Regions from separate parts of the Hordeum vulgare genome. Here region 1 is linked to region 2. A link is a contact called in public Hi-C data. All regions are on one chromosome and are shown on one strand. Each heading gives the region's core, a stretch centred on a gene start, on an enhancer-like site or on the middle of the called end of the contact. The rest is flanking DNA. Distances are from core to core; before and after follow the strand shown.

What was found. A called contact is a pair of places that touch in the nucleus more often than the background predicts.
Region 1: a Hi-C map of leaf shows a contact between it and region 2, with 5 times the contacts expected there. The contact joins two enhancer-like sites. A contact is called at or near these places in 2 of 6 Hi-C or Micro-C datasets (leaf and an unstated tissue).

What each region holds. Positions count from the first base shown.
Region 1 is chr5H:438,385,758-438,392,745 of MorexV3_pseudomolecules_assembly, forward strand. It overlaps LOC123397821 (pentatricopeptide repeat-containing protein At5g10690), which reads right to left. Exons shown (of 12, transcript XM_045092353.1): 9 at 6,176-6,253; 10 at 4,535-4,603; 11 at 4,275-4,451; 12 at 3,245-3,663. The coding sequence ends at 3,412. Among protein-coding and RNA genes, the nearest start is that of LOC123397821, 15 kb to the right of the region's middle. Within about 2 kb of position 1,339, at least 2 of the 3 cell types and tissues checked have open chromatin away from gene starts, as enhancers often do. A contact at or near this core is called in leaf, where this site is marked.
Region 2 is chr5H:437,893,528-437,900,466 of MorexV3_pseudomolecules_assembly, forward strand. No RefSeq gene overlaps it. Among protein-coding and RNA genes, the nearest start is that of LOC123398120, 210 kb to the left of the region's middle. Within about 2 kb of position 3,369, at least 3 of the 3 cell types and tissues checked have open chromatin away from gene starts, as enhancers often do. A contact at or near this core is called in leaf, where this site is marked.

The sequences.
Region 1 (6,988 bases), core at 89-2,588, 490 kb after region 2:
TTTGTGGTAAACTTTGACGAATATTCTAAGTGCTTGAAAATTTCCATCATGAGATCGCATTCGTAGAATGAGTGGCAAAAAAAAACAAAATCAGTGTTCCAAAGTGCTTTCGAAAGTAGCACTTTTAAAGCATTGTTTTTTTGTCACGCCTTCCTCGAATGTGATCTCATGATGAAAATTTGCAATCACTGTCAAAGTTCACCAAAAAAAACCAGAATTTTTTGAATTATTTTTCTTTTTTTTCCACTTTACTGTTCATGTGGGTACATTTAAGCTCGAGCTCAAATACTCCACATCCATGTAATACATGTTATAAAAAGTACTCCGTATGTAAAGTAATATAAAATCATTTCGATCTCTACTTTAGTGATCTATAGGTAGTACTAGTTAACTAGATTGATAACATTATTTACAGCTATGGCGCTAACTTTTCAGTGTGTAGCACACAAGTTTATTTGTACAATTGTAACCCAAATGAATTTTATGTATGGACTACATTGCATGAAATCCTAAGGAATTTCTTTGGCTCGGTCAAACTTACTGAAGGATATCTTTGCAACCATGATACGTTACAAATATGTAATCCTTCCCTACGGTGCAACCAACAATTTACATTGTGTATTAATATGGAATTTATGCCATTGGCGTATAATATCTAGTACTCCCTCCGTTTTTAAATATATGTTTTTTTAGATATTTCACTAGGGGACTACATACGAAGCAAAATAAGTAAATCTACACTCTAAAATATGTCTATATACATTTATATGTAGTCCATTAGTGGAACCTCTAAAAAGAATTATACTCCCTCCATTCAAAAATACTTGTCGCGCGAATTTATAAAAATAGATGTATCTAGAACTAAAATATATTTAAATGCATCCATTCCTGTGATAACTATTTTCGGACGAGGGAGTATTTAGGAATGAAGGGAGTAATTGCTATACTACCTATGTTTCAAAATGCATTGCATATTATTTTTCTTAAAGACCAAACATATACTTCCTCCGTCCCAAAATAAATGGTTTAAATTTAGTACAACTTTATACTGGCTTAATTGAAACAGTTATTTTAGTCTGCGCCAGTCGGGGGCGTGCGGGACCCAAGCGCTATAATCACGTAGCAGTAAACGCATCCGACCGCGTGCACAGATGGAAGGAAAGCCAGCGCACGTATCCATGTCTCCTATTACTGCTAAGACGTCGTCGACCGTGTGTCTGACGGCGGCAGCCGCGCCACCGAGCTTGCCTTGTGAGGCGCGCGATACAGGAGCAGGCGACGACGCTCGACTCGACCGAACGACCTTGCAAGTTGCATGCGACCGGTGGGGCTGCGGTGGGCGTACGCATGTACGCAGTGGGCAGGCGTACAGGCTGTGGACCTGAGCTGCTGGCCTCGGCGAGAGCGGGTGAGATGGTTACTTAGGCCGGGTTGTTGCGCAAAAGCTTACGTGCCGCCGTTAACGTTCCTCCGGCAAGATACAGTACGCGCTCCATTGTTTTTACTACTACTACAACGCTTTCCACCTTGAGCTTCATATCATATCTTGTAACTAGCACACTCCATGCATGCATAAACTAGCGGCGCGTATGTGCGCCACGGGTTCGGGGGAAACTACCTCCTCCCCAAAAACAAAAACCATGTCTATAGCAGACTCTATAAACCAGTGGTTGGCCCGCGCCTACATGTTGTACTTCTTTCGTTTTTAAATGTAAGTCTTTTAAAAGATTTTACTAGAGAACTACATGCAGATGTATATAGACAAATTTTAGTGTATATATTTATTTATTTTACCTCGTATGTAGCCCCTAGTAAAATCTTTATAAAGACTTATACTTCTTCGTTTTTAAATATAATATCTTTTAAAAAAATTACTATAGACTACTCCCTCCGTTCCAAAATATAAGACCTTTTAGGTATTTCACTAGAAGACTACATACAGAGCAAAATGAGTGAATCTATATTTTAAAATATATCTATGTACATCCGTATGTAGTTTATAGTATAATTTCTAAAAGATCTTATATTTAGGAACGGAAGGAGTACATACAGAACAAAATAAATGAATCTACACTTTAAAATATGTCTATATACATCTATATATAATTTATAGTAAAAAGAATTAAAAGATCTTATATTTAAAAACGGAGGGAGTATTTACGAACGGATGAATAACTTGTAACTATATCACCACGGAACATAGGGACGGAACACTTCGTGTATAGTTGCTGCTATCCCAACGGAGTGAACCGTACGCTCTGCCCAAAGAGCATGAAGCGATAAAGTTACTGCCCAACGGCTCTGTTCATCCGTTGACTTGGGACACATGTCAGCCTCAAGTCAGGCCTTCAATGCAAGATCAGAGACTCGGAGTACATGACAATAAAGCCGCTGTGTGAGGATCTCAGTCGATAATAGGAGTACCCACGTGTCATTCTCTTCCTCTTGGTTCCCCGTCCGGATCTAAACCTGGACAAAGGTAAGTACTCGAGGTAACAACAGCCAGGCAGACCTAGCTAGGATCTTTCCCACACACAAGATGCTGCTAGACGCCTAGACCTACGGGAAGTTGAAGAAAATAATTTGCTGGACCTACGGGATCGGGATGCACCAGTATAGCAATGCTCTTCTTTCTAATTATTGGTGATGTGTACTGGACAAAGATGCGAGTAAACACAAGCCGGGACCGCCGTGCTGCATCACCAGTCCAGAGACATCGGATGAGAATTTCAGGTCCACTGACATTTTTGCCTTTGCTGCGTGTATATGTATCACAGGTTACATCACTCGCACAGAGCGGTAGGGTCAGCTCACCAGATTTGCCACGGTAAAACTTTCCGCGACATGGACAGCGCGAAAACGACTTCTCGCTAGTACAGCACGGGTAATGCATAGTCTCGCCATGATGCCATGTAAGATCAAAAGGTTCGGATGGTGTAACGAGATTCTCAACAGGAGGCAGGTGATTGAGAAGAAAAGGTATGGACCGATGCAAAAAAAAAAAAAAAAAGGTAACTAGGTAAGAATAGAAAGTAGAGATGCATGTGTACCGAAATCTTTTACTCCCTCCGTTCTAAAATATAAGACATTTTAGAGATTTCATTAGAAGACTACATACGAAGCAAAATGAATGAATATATACTCTAAAATATGTCTATGTACATCCGTACGTAGTTTATAGTGCAATCTCTAAAAGGTCTTATATTTAGGAACGGAGGGAGTATTTTATTTTCTTTGATGAGGCTCACTAATGATAGCTTGCATTGAAGAAAAAAAATTAATATAGATGTCTCAACCTATTTTTTTCTCATGGAACATATGTATCCATATGTCGTCATTGTACATGCCCGTACAACATTAAGCACACTGATGACGAGCCATGGAGAACAACGCAAGAAGAACCACGCCTACTCAACCACCGGAGACGCTCTCGTCGACGTGTGTGTTTGCCGTGTTGGCGGTGGCCTCCGACAGGATACCGAGGGAGAAAATGCCCACTGGCCTTGAGCTGGATGTGTAACTGCCTTCATACATGTTGCCGCTTTTCACCACAACCACCAGCTCGCACTTCTCTCTCAGGAGGAGATCAATGACGTGCTCCAGCGAGGTTGAACAAGGCACGCACAGCGGTGGTCTCGCCATTGAAAGAAGAGGCGAGTCCATCTGCCAAGAGAAAATGAAGGTGTTCAGGAGCATAAAACAACTAGAATAGGAAATATCAAATATGTTGGCATTGAGACTGGAGTATAGGTTTGTCCTTCCGTGCAAATAATTAGTTCAATATAATTAACCCCCTCCGAGTAAACCAACGGATACATCTGATCTACCGTCCAAAGAATGTATTCGACTCGACTCGAAAGATGTTGCCCTCCCCATACCTTCTTCTTCTTCTTTCACGGACAACTGAACCAGGTATCCTCTAATGGCACCGCCGATGCCCGTGACAGGTGTTCCTCAAACTCTACACCAACCGGCAAAAGTGCCTATGCACCGCCATCCTTGAGCGATTTTAGAGCCACCCGATCAATGACAGTATATGCATGTTCATGTCATCTAGCCTACTTCTCTAGTTAGCAGTCGGCAAATAATAAACACAACACAGATTTTTAACGGCGTAAGTAATGCTGCCAGCAACACCCAGCTTCTACCATACACAAGGTACTTGTGCCGCCGATAAGATGTCCCCTGGCTGTGCAAAACCTAAACTGGCTGGTTTATCAAAATACTGTTCCTTGCTACAAATTCAGTGCCAGCTGTTCCAAAATATTTCATACCTCGGTACAATCGCGGCTGTGAACTATTCCAACACAACTTCCCCAGTCATTCACAAGAGGAACTGCAGAGTCTTTCAAGAACCGCATTGCAACACTCTCCAAGATTAAGTCAGCAGATAACGGTCGACTTTCTCGAAACGGAATCATATACTTCTCAACAGGATCATTCAAGAGAATCTGCAATGTCATTAAAAAGAAGTTCAAATAACCAAGTTAAAGTGAAGAATGGATTCAAGATACGAACGAAATGGACATACAACCTGTGGAAATACATGCGGTCTAAAAGGAGAGTTGCTGAATCCAGATAACGTTTCAACTTTGAGTGCCACCTGGTATACACAGAAAAGAACAAAACTTAACAATGACCACTTTTCCACTTCGTCAGATCAAGTTCATGGAACTGGCAAAACAAACAGAATATTTGCTATATCATCTTGGCACCCAGTCACATCATTGGAAAGACTTGGCAGTTTCACCAATGCAGATACATCAAACACATACAGCTCCAAACAAAAAAGAACATGCACTAGGTATTGTCACCTACTCCCTCTGTTCCTAAATATAAGTCTTTAAGAAATTCCATTAGGCGTCTACATATGAAGCAAAATGAATGAACCAATACTCTAAAGTATGTCTATATACATCCGTATGTAGTCCATTAGTAAAACCTCTAGAAAGACTTATATTTAGGAATAGAGGGAGTAGATGTTAGTCCTGTACTTCAGAAACAAGACTGGCAATGCATAATAAGGTAACACTAAGTAAGCATTCATTTCATGAGAGCTCATGTGCCAAGGAGAGATAATTATGCTCCTGCCCTTGAAAATAACAAAAGGCACGTAAGGCTTGAATAAGCTATTTGCTTCACTAATTGCATGAAATGAATCCATAGAAAATGTTCCAGCTGAAAGCTTGCATCCTGGAGTGAAACCACCCGCCATTTCATGGATGGGTAGTGGATCTGATTGGTAGGCCAGCGGATTAAAATATACAAGATTGGGGTTCGGATTGAAAAGAGAGAAAACAAAAGCATTCGCATAAACACTGGCGCAGAAATAACTTTCCAGCGATTGTTAGAATATCGGTTATGTTTTAGGGTCGGCCAGAGGAAGACGGATTCAGCTAGAAAAACAAGGCTTGTGGTGCTTTGGCTATCAAGAGTTCGGGGATACCCTTAACAGCTAGTATCCCGGCAAGTAAAGTTCAGTCATAGGTCTTCATCAGTTGACTTATTACTTCATATGTACCAGTCAGACTTGTATCCTCTCAAAATTGACAGGACAAGTCATTACAATATCATGAATATCTAGTAACTAGAACATGTGTATCTTTCAGCAAAGAAATATGGAGCAGTCACAAGAAAGAAATTCCTGAGATATAGTGGCTAGAAAGCAGGTCAATGTTCCTGAACTTTAATTAGTGAAACCAACAGAAAGCTGGCCATATTTGCTTCCAGATTCAAATAATAGAAAAGCGTGTGATCTTATCTCAGTACACAGTGAGTTTGCAGAATAACACGTCTAGAATTCGGAGCAGAAGACAATACTGGACACTTGTGACAGGACAGCAATATTTAAAACCAAGATGAAAACAGAGACAATAGCCTCTTAAGTTACATGCATACAATAATAAATCACAATGCTCAAAGCAATTGATATATATTCAACATGAACACTACAACTATTTTATACTAGTAACACAATATTAGTATAAGTGTATAATTGTGGCACAATTGGTTCCTAACCCAGCTAACACTAAGAAACATGCAAAGTACGTTTATATCTCAGAACTCAAAATAGTCATATTGAGATTCCACACATGTACTTTTATAATCGAAGCAATGAATGAAGTAGAATTAGTACTTAGACGACAAAATTCAATGCAGAATAAAAAGAACATACCAGGCCTACTCTACTTCTCCAAGAGAAATGCTCCTTCCCGTTAACTATTCTTCTGAGAAGTCTTCTAGCCACATCTACCTGTACAACATTAAATCAGCCAGCAAGGCATTAAGTTGCATGAAGCCATGAACATGGGCATTTAAAAATCTCAAGACTGTTTTGGCAAACAGAGAAGACACTCAAGGAGTGAAGAAATCTAGAGACAGAGAACAATCATGATCATTGCACTGTTGTATTGCATCTGGTAACATAGTCAAATCTGAAGGAAAAGTGTTGGTATACCCAATCACAGGATCACAGGAATAGACCTGTTTTTTTCTTTTTAGTTTTAGACTCAGTCTTTGCAAGGTCTTTCTTAGACAAAAAAAATAGAGGAATTTATTCACAAGATTTCAACATTACATAACACAATCCTTTAAAGTGGTTAAAATTATGCAATTAAGAAACCAAATAATAATAATAAAATAACAACAACAACAACAACAACAACAATAATAATAATAATGTATCCATCTAGTGTGGTGTGCCAAATGGGGAACAGTATACTCTTAACAGGGCTGTATCCAGAAATTTGGGGCCCCGGTTGAAAACCAAAATGGGGCCCAAAATTTCAAACGATTCATATAACAGAAGCATTAATATGCGTGAAGCATACTCTCACTTTATATTATATAAACCAAATTCGTTTTACTTTAATACAATATTTAGGCATATACAGTATGAAATACTTAATGTTAAAAAAGTAAAGGGGTAGTAAAGCAACAAACTAACATCATGTTCTACCAAAAAAAGGAGCATCCGTCTAGTATCTAG
Region 2 (6,939 bases), core at 2,119-4,618:
ATACATCCCCCAGCAGCTCCTGTAGCCGGGATGTAGCTCCCGTCCGTGTTCAGTTTGGCATCCATCGCTTCTCCTCATCACTATGTTTAGCTTGTACAGCAGCCGACCTCTTCAAATGCACCACCATTTTGTCTTTAACAATATCGGCTTTAGGATGTTGCTGGATACAAAGCAGGGAATTAATACACTCATGGAGAAATCTGCAGGAGGCCTTTGTAGCGGCGGATTCTTTTCATGAGTCATCTGATTACGGACGTGTCAAATTCGCCACATAGTCATCAGCACTACCAGCCGTGATGTATGTTGCATATGTGACTTAGTTGGACCTCGTTGAGCTAATGCAAAACCATCTTCTGCACATCGCTAGTTAGTCTGCATATAGTCTGCCTATATTAGGGTAGCAATTTTTAGGCAGTGTTTGGTGACGTGCATTGGTTAGACACTTGGACTGATGCACTACATGTGTTCAGTTGCATACAATAGACATGATTAAGAGTTAATAACTACACATGGTACACAAAGTTACACTGGAGTGCATTGGCAACTGCAGTGGACGGTGGCAACGGACCTGTGAACGACGCAACGAGCACGGAGGTGCAGGCGAGCAATCTTGTCAACGACGCCACAAACTAGTCGCTGCAGGGGAAATCTGCGAGAAAAGGACAAGGAGGAGGGGGTCGTGGCAGAGTGTAGTAGGCCGTGGATGAGGAGGCCGAGAGAAACGACACCAACAATGACAGCGGGCGCAACACAGCTTCCGTGCAACAAAGTTGACAATGATAAGTGGGAACAAAAGGAAGTCACGTTAAATTTCATCTAAACCATCACATGAACACTTTAGTACAATATGGGAAGATACACATATACTCCTCCGTTCCTAAATATAAGTCTTTTAGGAGATTTCACTAGGGGTCTACATACGTAGCAAAATGAGTGAATCTACACTCTAAAGTATGTCTATATACATCCGTATGTAGTCCACTAGTGAAACCTGTAGAAAGACTTATATTTAGGAACGGAGGCAGTACTTGTCTATAACCGTCCAAACAGAAAAATGTACAACATGGACATTGTATGAAATAATGAGGCAAAGCTGCTGGTCAATGAAAATTTCAAACTGTCAAACGTGCGCGACGAGATTGGCAAAGCTCCCAACATTAACATAAATTTAAGCATTTATAGTCGTCGAACCTACAAACCGATCATTTGAATGAAACCGCAATGTCGGTATGCATATTTCGTGTCTACAAATTATCACAAATCGAAGCACATCAGTGTAGATTGAAAGGTGCTAGATGAAAGAGATTAGGAAGGAGAGCCACGATTCGGTGCCCAGCCACATCTACACCCGAGCTGAAGAAAAAGTCAACACAAATACTAGAAAATTCAAATAGTTCTAAAAAAATCATGATAGATAATTTGATGCGTGACGTACGCTTCAAGTTTCAGATCATTTGGACATTAGGTAGATCTCGGTAAAAATGACAAATTTGACGTATGTAGAAAGCTTCACTTTTCATGTACTGTTCTGATCCAAATTGTTTTCTTTTTGCTGAGAGCTACTCATATGTTCAAATAATTTAAAATTTTAAGCGCACCTCAAACATCAAATTATCTATGATAAAAAATTTGAATTTTTTGAATTTATTTTGTATCTTTGATGATTTTTTTTGACCGAATGCAGATGAGCTTGAACTCATAAAAACATTTCAAACATGTGCACATTTATAGTGTACTATGCAGATGTAGATTTAGTCGTATACGGTGGTCTAAACAGCAACGTTCAACACGAAAGTCGGGTGAGACAACAAGATAAAACTGTTATCAAAGGAAATTAAACTCATCCAAAATAGCTTCAAACATAAGCATAAAGTTTAACGTTTACAGCGAACAATAATACGAACCGATTGCCTGAATGAAAACATGACATTGATGTGCTTCTTTTTCATGTAGACCTTATCTCAAATCAAAATGTCGTTGTGAAGATTAAAAGAGATTAAAAGTTAACACGAGCACCACGTGCAACCTCGTCTACACAACGTTTCAGGCCACACCAGATTGCCTCCCTGGAGCAACTAGGTGAGCTCTTTTGCATCGCTCAAGGCTGCCTAGTTGAAAACAACCAAATTAAAAGTTTCCAACGGATGAGGCTCGAAGTTGTTTAACGGTTCATGCGGCCCGTAAAGTTTACTACGCCGAGTGGGAGTAGCGCCAACGGGATAGACGTAACACGGTGCGTAGGTCTAAGTTCGCGGATTCCAACGTCCCGCCGCCGATCATCATGACGAACTCGGGCCTGGCGTACACCTGGGTCCTGGACCGCTCTGTTACATCATCGTAAAGGGCCAAGTACTACCTTCGCCGCCTAGACACGGAGATGGCCAAGTACGGCGAGGAGTGGTCTTTCAGCAAGATCGTCGTCGCCGACGCGGCCTTCACAAAGGTCGGTAGCTCTCTCCCCTCGGCCACGTTGTTGGTGGCCACGGTCGAACTATGCACGACGAAGGAGGAAGTGGGAATGATCATCCGCGGGAATTACACGTCTGTTGGGAAGCCATGTCGCGATCCCGCCACCTTCCAATGCCCGAAGCCCGACGAAGACAACTCTAACGTTGGATCAGGCGACGACCACGTAGGAAGAGCCAACCCTAGCCCGACATGGCCTACAAGATCATCGTGAAGTATATAGTAGTTTAGGGTTTTAGTTTTAAGGTTCTTAGTTCACGAGACGAAATATCATTTGGTTATGTAAAAGTTATTCTAGTTTTGATGAACTTTATTCAATTTATATAAAATATGTCGTCTTTGCATGAATTTCTTTTGATTTATTCAAAAAGTTGTTCGTATATATGCGGATAACGTTTGATGACGATCTTCGCATCCATATCTATGGGCTGGTCCCCTATCCCCTCACCCCGCCGTCCACGGACGGATACGAAAAAAAAAATTACGGGTCGTCATTCGAGACGCTTTATTTCACGGTCTACATGGATGAGAACATGTTTCAACCATGGATTCTTTTTTTTTGAATGAAACATGGAAAAAAATATTTAAATGAGTATTATTATGACAGTACATCGCCCTAATCAATTCCCCCGACAAAGTGTTCAGGTGTGAGTAAATCGGTCCATCCGACACACCGGGCTCTTAAGCAGAGCCCAAATTAGCATCCTCACGTGAAGTTAAATAAGTAGGTGGAAACGGCAGTGCCAGAATGAGAAGCAACTTCTGCGCGTAAAAAAGGAGGCAGAAGTAACTGCATGCACTGTCGCCAAAACAATCATTGTTCATTATGCTACCGTACAAGGTGATCCGAGCCATCGGCCCTTGATCGAACGGCTGACGCTAACCTCACGCAAAGCTCACGGTAACCTCCCTGACACGTTTGCAGCATATCCTGGTCCCAACTCAGTGAGCCAGTGGGCTGTGGCAGCCACACAGTCGTATTAAAAAAAATGACACATTTTCGTTGGAGCCACGTAGCGAATTCGAGAGCTGGACAACACATTAGGATAGCGATGTGTCAATCGGGACCAGGGGCCACCTCCTGCTAGCAAAACGACACAGCAACTGACCTAAAGGGCACCGGGGCTCGCGTAAGCTGCACCAACCGAGCCGAAGAAAACCCAGAAGATAATATGCCAATCTGGGATTAGAAACGACAATTGGTCTTTTTTTACCCTATTTTTTCGGGGTTGAACAATCACTAGTTAAATTCTAACTCCCAGAATAACTAACACTAAATACTTCCGCATGGAAGATGACGAGGGTGTCACTGTCCTACTACAACAGGAGAGTGAGACAGCAGAGGATATCCACAACAGCAAAGAAACACACATGTAATCGCACACAAAAAAGACGATAAGAAATGTATGGAGCGAAAAAAAGCCTTGCCACGGCACTCTTTTGCAGTCAATCAGTACTTTCGGAATATTTTGAGTACCATCGGGGATTTCACATGGAGTTGGAGGTCCTGTACCAAGGAAGGGACTGTTATTTGTTTTGTCATCTCTTTTGGGTCTACATAAAATAGAATGCTAACTAATCGTATTACAACTTGAAGCCCTCAACCAAGAGCAAATCTGTTGAACGCAAGCGCGAGGCACGCGAATGACCAAGATTTAGAAAAGCATTCGTGTATTTCATGTATTTCATACTTCCTCCGTCCGAAATTACCTGTTATAAAAATAGATAAAAATAAATGTATCTCAAATCAAAATACATCTAAATACATTTATTTATTCGACAAGTATTTTTGGACGAAAGCTATGAACACAGTAACGAAGGTTCAGTCATATGTGTGGGCTGGCCAGATTATGAAAATACATCCAACACTAGTTCTTGAGGCCCAGTTTTTATGTCATCCTTCCCTATGATCTGGTGGGTTGAGTTGGCCAAGGCCTAGTTTTGCTCCAAGGTAGCTCTGCTACTATGTACGCACACATCGTAAATGAAAAACTAGCTGTTTTTCGTGGGACTGTCTTGGGACATATAGATAGTTCTATAAACAGTCAGTGCAAAAAGTTTGTACTAAAGTGTCCATTTGTTTTCTTCAATTACTTTTTTTTCCTTAGAACCCTTGTGTTGTAGCAGCACTGGTTTCATGAATATTTGCCCTTAGGAAAATCTGGATCTCAATTGTTATAACGAAAATAATGAAGTATGTAGTAATTACTTTGTCAATTCAATGAACATTCTTGTTAGAGGCACGTTTATGAACTTATGTCTTGTGAGCTTGAATCCGTGAAGAATGCCCTTGTATACCAGCTGTAATTATTTGAAGCTCTCACATGACCCTACCATAGCATGTGATTGAAATTGAGAATCTTAAATATTCCTTGGCTAACAAGAGTATCCGTTACCAAAATTCCCTTGGAGTCCATGCCAAAGAACTTGAAGTCGTCGATAATGTCAAGGAATATAAGTTTTGGCTCTCCAAAATTCTCTTCAAGAGCTATATGGACGTCTTCCCTACATCAGCAGGGTTTTGTTGGAATCATTCATTGTCCATAGCGGAGAAATACCCCATCATATTGGTGCAATGGTTGAAGGTCATGAAAGTGTGCTAGGTGTCTAATTTTATTTTGCGACTATGTCCCATGGTTGGCTATTGTAATATTTTACACAATATGTGAGAGAATTCTCAAATTTGTGAATTAATCATAACTATGCAGGATGAATTTGCATTCGAATTCATATTGTGTACACATTTTTATTAAAGTTTTCAAAAATTTCATATTTTCTTCCAATATGGTAGACAACAGCAAAACATAAAAAAAATCTACCGTGCCTACAAATTGGGACGGTTAAGCACGCCATCACCGGCGTATGGACCATTTTGCCAGCATACACATCAGTACCTCATTGGGCCCACATGTCAGAATCGTTGACCTGTCACACGACAACATCATATATGTTGGTGAGTGTCAACGTCATAAAAATGATGCATGGTCCCACATGTAAGCACCCGCATCCACATCTTTGGGCCCCTATGTGTGAGTAGCGTTGGCCGGTCAAAACTGCCGCCCAACTTATTACTGAGAGCAACCGTTGATGATAAAATGTATGCCGGACCCACATGAAAGCTACCACGTCATCAAATGTTGAGACCATTTGTAAAATCTTTGACCGTTGAGATGTATGATATGATTACTAATGTCGGATCATCGTCACCAAAAACGACCTTAGGTGAAAAATCAGTCTATCATAGGTCACAATTTTGCCTCTCACTGAAAATAGCCACCGGTAAGAGTTTTACATCCGTTACCTAAGTCACGATCTTGTGTGACAAAAAACGGTATCGTCAAGGATTTATTTTCTGTGATGGTGCTTCAGTGACGGTGGTTGTGACTATTGAGAAACGGAACCGATACGTCTCAAACGTATCTATAATTTTCTATTTTTAATTTTTATTGGGAACAATATGATGTAATTTTGCGGTATGTTTCTTGGGACGTGATGAATTATGATTTTATGATCAGATTATTCATTGAACCAGTTTGAATCTCTTAGATTTATTTTTTGTATAATAAAATAGCCATGTATGCTTTCTGATCTATTTGTCTTCTCTAGTTAAGATTAATTGGTAGATCTTCATAGGGAGCGGTGCATAGTAGTGGGTTCAATCTTGCAGTCATTTCTATATACAAGTGACAGAATGGGGACAAATCATGTCTGTGTATTGTTGTCACTAAGGACAAAACGACGGGGTTCTATCTTATTGCTAGGTTTCTTCCTATCTACATTATGTCATCTTGCTTAAAGCGTTACTCGATTTATTTTGAACTTAATGCTTTGAGATGCATGTTGGATGCCGATGGGGGGTGGATTAATAGTTGTAGATGTTGTTAGATTGATGGTCTACTTGTCTCACACATAACGCCTATATGATATTATGCCATGAAAGATCAGAGGCATATTCGTTGCCATTCTTGTCAATTGCCCAACTGTAATTTGTGACCATGTCGTTTTCGTTTTTTTGAGAGAGATACCACAAGTGAACCTATGCCCCCGAGACCCAGTCTTCCATGAACACAAGATTCAACAAATATGCTCTTTTAATTTTTTTGTACCATCATCTATCTATTTCTTTTAACCTTGTAACTATCAAGTCGAGGGGCTTGATAAGCCTCCTTCCAAGTCCGTTCAAGTTTTGTGTTTGTTTGTGCATAGGCACTTTTAATATTATTAGATTGTTGATACCTACTGATTTGATTAAACCTTGGTTCTCAACTGAGTGAAATATTTTGCTTCTATGCTATGTCACCCATCCTCCTTATGGAAAAACCCAACAACTCCTATGGGAGTTGCAACATAACTTCTTGCACTATTGCCGGGAATTATCTTCTATCAAGTTAGGTACATACAAATAAACTTTGCTTTACATCTTTTAATTCTTGCCTAGGTACCTTTGCTTGCCAATTTTTTTTCAAAAATACC